Linked DNA regions of Zea mays: region 2 is linked to region 1. A link is a contact called in public Hi-C data. All regions are on one chromosome and are shown on one strand. The core of a region is the stretch at or near the end of the contact, and the rest is flanking DNA. Distances in the headings are between cores, read along the strand shown. Region 1 holds the start of LOC100304358. Region 2 holds the start of LOC100276637.

Evidence for each region. Hi-C and Micro-C count contacts between places; a contact is called where the count stands out from the background.
Region 2: a contact with region 1 is called in a Hi-C map of bundle sheath, with 3 times the contacts expected there. The contact joins the promoter of LOC100276637 here to the promoter of LOC100304358 in region 1. A contact is called at or near these places in 2 of 25 Hi-C or Micro-C datasets (bundle sheath and ear).

What each region holds. Positions count from the first base shown.
Region 1 is chr9:89,408,279-89,410,978 of Zm-B73-REFERENCE-NAM-5.0, forward strand. LOC100304358 reads left to right here and starts at 1,409. Exons shown (of 4, transcript NM_001165796.1): 1 at 1,409-1,605; 2 at 2,007-2,658. The coding sequence starts at 2,035.
Region 2 is chr9:89,568,940-89,571,639 of Zm-B73-REFERENCE-NAM-5.0, forward strand. It overlaps LOC100276637, which reads right to left and starts at 1,259. Exons shown (of 1, transcript NM_001150375.2): 1 at 288-1,259. The coding sequence starts at 1,007. The coding sequence ends at 600.

The DNA of each region.
Region 1 (2,700 bases), core at 159-2,658:
AGTTTGATCAAAGAGATGCGTAGTGTAGACCGTACAGGGCTCTTTGGTTAAGCAAACATTTGGATAAAAATTGATTATCCAAAAATACTTATATTACGACGATGTGATGAATAGCACCTGGTATAGGGTCATGTGATGATATCATTACAGTAGTTGAATGGTGGTCATTCATGCGTATATTACGACGATGCAAGTTCAAAAATACTGCAATCCGATGTTTATGATTGATCTTGGTCGTATGCCTAGCATTAAACATCTTGCACACAGTGAAATTCAAGATCGAAGGATCTTGCATGCGGCCGTCGTCTGTTTGAGTCCTGCTCTTTGATTAACACGGTGCCACGGGTTTTGATTTGACGATAGCTAATAATGCAGCGCCAACCACACGCACACGCACACACACCATTGAGTTCTTCTGACATTTCCTTCGGCGGTAAACTCGTGTAATGCACTGCGAGGACAGGTACAGGTGCACGGTGGCCCAGCTGATTCAGCCGCGGAGCTGCCGTTGGTTGCTTCTCGTTGCCATCGATGGAATTCGACCTGCAGAGGTCGATGGCGACGGCACACGCATCATGAAAGGAATGACGAAACACGAAAGGAATGACGTACTCCGCCCACGCATACGGTCGCGTCCATCGTCATAGCTCACTCTGACCTTCGTACTCCGCTCCGACAAAAACGTGCCTCCGTTCCGAGGCAAAGTCAGAATCACATGGCTCCTCCTAGTCTTCCACGAGGATACCGACTGTCTGGCCGTATACTTTGAAAGTTCGACACGCCCAAAAAACAAAAAGCTTTCTCGTCTCGTTAATTTCTAGGAAAAAATACTATAGTTTATCTTCGATTGCCGCTATATGATTTTTTTGTTTGCTTCTTGAATTTCGAACCAGATACCTTTATTTGCCTCTAAACTCTCAAAACTGTAGTAAAACATTCAATTATTTTTTTTTTAAAAAAACATTCTAGTGGATGTATAATCACGTTTTAAAATTGACACATGCAAAACATGTAAGATGCAATCAGCATGAATGCAAGATACGTTGATGTATATGAATGAATTCGTGCAATGCAATGGAAATTCCAGCAAAACAATCGTCAATCTTCGAACAGGTTCTTACCATGGATCCAGGTTTTGGAACGAGAGGCCCATGTACCGACGGCCCACAGCTGCACGCGCGGTCTAGAACCAGCGTCCAACGGTCCAACCCAACCAGAGCAGAGCAGGGCGGACCAGTAAACGCCAATCCCAGCCGGTCGGCCCTCGGCCGTGACGCGCATCCACGCACCCTAAAAATCCTCGGTGAATACCCGAAACTGCCCTCGAGTTGGTGCGCCATAACCCCCTGGGTCCCCTGCGAACCAACCTCCCAAAAAGGGTAGCGGATTGGGCTTTCCCCTCCGCCTCCCTCCCCTCACAAAAAGGCGGCAGCACAGCGCCACCCCTCCTGTCCCGCCGAGTTCGGAGCGCAGCGCAAGGCGGGGGGAGGAGCAAGAAGCCGCCGGCCTCCCTCCTCCGGCTCACCACCAGGCTTACTCCGCACCGCGCTGCCACGGGTAGGAGCGGCGTCAAATTCGGGATTCCCAAGCGGCTTCAGCCCGGAGGTATCTTTCGCTTCGTCTCCTCGACGCGCCGGCGCTGGTGCCGTAGGGTGCTTATCGGGTCGGGCGAATGGGTTTGGTGGTCTTGCTTAGGATAGATTCGTTTGGTCCGGGCTGATGTCAGCGGAGCGGGGAGGCCTAGGTTCACTGCATCTGTCCCCGGGCTCGTTGTGTTAAGTCGTGATGTCGGATTGGTCCATCATAAATAACAAATCTTGGGCCATCTTTGTCTGCTATTTTCTAGTGGGGAGGGTAGGTGGTATTCTTCATTCATAGTGCCGAGCTCTTCTTATTTAGAACCAACGGTGTCAAGCTTTTGGAATTGGTGGCTGAGAATATACCCCTTGTTGTGGCCGTCAGTGCACCGCAGCTGAAAGCCTGAGCCTCCAATGTGTGTCCTGCAGGTTGAGCCAAAGCTATTTTCTAAGAAAAATGGCGGCAATGATGGTGGCGATGACTGCGAGGAGCAAGAACAGCATATTACCCATGGAGAAGAAGCAGGGCTGGTCTATTCAGCTACCAGAGCTCCGGTTCCCTTGGGATTCACATGAAGACAAGGGTTTCTCTCTGAGTCTGCAAGGATCTGGACCTTCTCATGGCGGCCTGTTTGCTAGCGTGGGTCTTAAAGTGTCGACAGGTGCCCCAGCAGTGGCGCCCGGACCGGGTGACAAGGATATTAAGATTCCATTCACTGATCATTGTATGAAGTACGTGTCTGAGGCAGTTGGGTACCAGGTTATTAGCACTGAAGCGGAGTCAGTGGAGGAGGTGGTGGATGCTAAGGCAAAGAAGGCAGCCAAGAAACGTGGGCTGCAGCTGAAAATTAAGATTGGGAACCCACATTTGAGGAGGCTGGTTAGTGGAGCTATTGCAGGTGCTGTTTCCAGGACTTGTGTGGCACCACTGGAGACGATCAGGACTCACTTGATGGTTGGGAGCAACGGTGACTCCATGACAGAGGTGTTCCAGTCAATCATGAACACTGAGGGGTGGACTGGGCTTTTCCGTGGGAATCTTGTCAATGTTATCCGAGTTGCGCCAAGCAAAGCAATTGAGGTAAATTACTTCCTTTTTTTATTTAATATAACAATTCAATGT
Region 2 (2,700 bases), core at 9-2,508, 160 kb after region 1:
TTCACATCCCACGTCGACGTCGGCGTGGATGGCCGTCACTATGTCCATCCACCTCCACAGCGCAATCATGTCGCTCACCAACTTGCTAGTAATTAGCACTCTGAATTATCGCCGCTCATCCCATCTGCCACCACCAGCCTGCCTGTCTGCCCTCCCAGTTCAGCCGCATCACGGACCAATTCATCGTCGCTCCACCCTGCTTCCCTCCCAGTTTCAAAACCAAAACCACATGCGCTTCCCGAAGGACCAGCGGCAGAACCCAAGCGAAAAAGTTGCACCAAGCTAGTAAGAACAAGAACAACAGCCCCAGATCTCATAAATAGCTGCTGCATATATAGTAGACAAGTAACATCTAACCGTCGCCCAAACCTCAAAAGCATGGATCTGGATCAAGAAACCAACCGACCGACCCAAAAAAGGAGGAACTATCCTGAACTAAATAATGGCGTACGTATACCGATTACCGAGTAGCAAGCTCATCTATATATGACCCTAGTATTTAGTATAGTAAACATGTACACGCACGAACAACCATGGCCCGGACTTTACAGATGGCACAAACAACAACGTACCGCACGTACGTACGTGTTGCTACGCCGTCACTTCTTCCTGGGCTTGGACCGGCGGCGTGCCTGTGCCCTGCGGCCAGTACCGCCAGAGCCCCCGCGGAAGACGGCGCAGAAGGCGCAGCCGGACACCCTCGGCGAGGGGGGATCCATGTCCGGGGCCACGTCCTTGGTCCGGAACACCTGCTGGTTGCTGCGCCGCGCCGACTCCGCCTGCTTCTGCCTACTCTCCTTGCCCTTCTTGCTGCGGCTGTCTCCACCGCCGCCCGCACGGCGCAGCATGCCGACGCTCCTCGAGTGCCGGAGCTCCGGCTGCTCGGCATCCTCCGCGGCGCCGGCCTTCGCCTCGGCGTCGGCCTCGGTCAGGAAACGCTCGTCCCAGACCAGGCCCGACGAGCCGGACCGTCTGAACGTGGTCGCCGATCTTTGCAACCCAGCCATGGGTGATGGGTGGGTGCCGCCTATCCACCTTCCCGGCTTCCCCTCTCCGCGAGACGAACCAGCTTTGTCTGCGACTGTGGAGGAGAACAAAGGGCAGTGATGGACTGGACGGTGTTGCTCCGCGCCCGCTCCTGCAGCGGCCCCCTCTGTGTTATATATGTAGACGGACAGAGACCGCCATTAGTGTGCAGGCAGCAGAGCAGTCAACAACCGGTGCCAGTGCCATGGAAAGGTGGTGGCTGGGCCTGTTTTCCAGTAAGCAACTGGGTTCTGCAGGGGTTATTAATATTTAACCTGCGTGTAGACAGCATATACAAGAACTCATCAGAATAAAATATTACACTTGCACATGCTTTTTTCTATTTTCGCAGCACATGCTACAGGTTTTACTACTTCACGCCGTGAGCATGTGGAGGAAGAGAAGACAAGTGCACGGAAGCAGATAGATGCGCACCACCAAACGCACTACAGGTGGCAAACGATTGCCCAGAAAGCATGCATGCATTCTTCAACAGTTTTACATTCCACCGTAAAGTTTGACAATGACGTGATGATATAATTGATAGAACATGAGCCTCGTTAAGATCTAAGGTGTATGATATGTGTCGGCTTGAGAACGTTAAACGTATCTATCCAACAGAGATTGATTACAAACCTCTGGTGCTGATCATCTCTCTACCCAGATTTGGCTAATGATGGACCAGTACAGGTGAAGAAAAAGTCCAGGCTCGAGAGGGGGCTCAGGGGGAGAGAGAGAGAGACGAAGGCAAACGGAAATTGTGCACAGCTCTTGGTACCAGACTATCAGTTGACAGCCAAACAACTTTATAGAGGTGAGAGGAAAACAAAGACCACCATAGTACAAAAAGATCTGACATATAAAGTACCATTTATCATTGTCTTGTTCTTTTCTTGCATCTCCCATCCTCTTACGTCTCTGCTAATCTCACTTCTGGTACTCCACAAGCATTTCTGTTGCTTCATACCCCCGCTGCTACAAAGCTGTCCATATTCCCATATGCTGCCAACACCTTGACAACATGCATACTGCTAAATAGTGAAGACTTCACAACAAATAACAAAAGACACACTAGAGATGGAACAGGGATTGGTCCTAAATAAGTGTCAAGAGATCTCTCTGGACGCAACTACCGCCTGACCAATGGAAATTATCGCCTACCATCTGACCCTGTTAATGCCATGACCAGTCCTCAGTGCAGACGCAACAGAAAACTCTTTCATTGGAAACAGAGTAGGTGCAGCGCGGCATGGATTTGAGGTAGCGGAGGCAGGAGTACAGACTCCCAAAACCCCAAGATCCAAGCAACTACATAAACATCGAATCACATATGTGAAATAGGTTTAGTTGGCCATATACAAACAAAAGTTGCCGAACTGCCAGCACGGTCCCCACATAATTAGGCTCTTGGATTGGACCACATAATTGGTTTGTTAGGCCACAAAACTACTTCGTGCTTCTTATGCATGGTATCAGTTACGCTGTCACTGTCTCTTCGTAACAGCTGATATTGATTGTCACACAGCTTCACTTTTGGTTCACCTAAAGACACAAGTCCTACAGAAAATATTACTTGGGATATCTTGCATCCCTTGCATAAAAATAATAAACAAAAATACCAGGCACATGTCCTGCAGAAACCAGGCTACAACAAAGATCATCTGGAATGCCTAG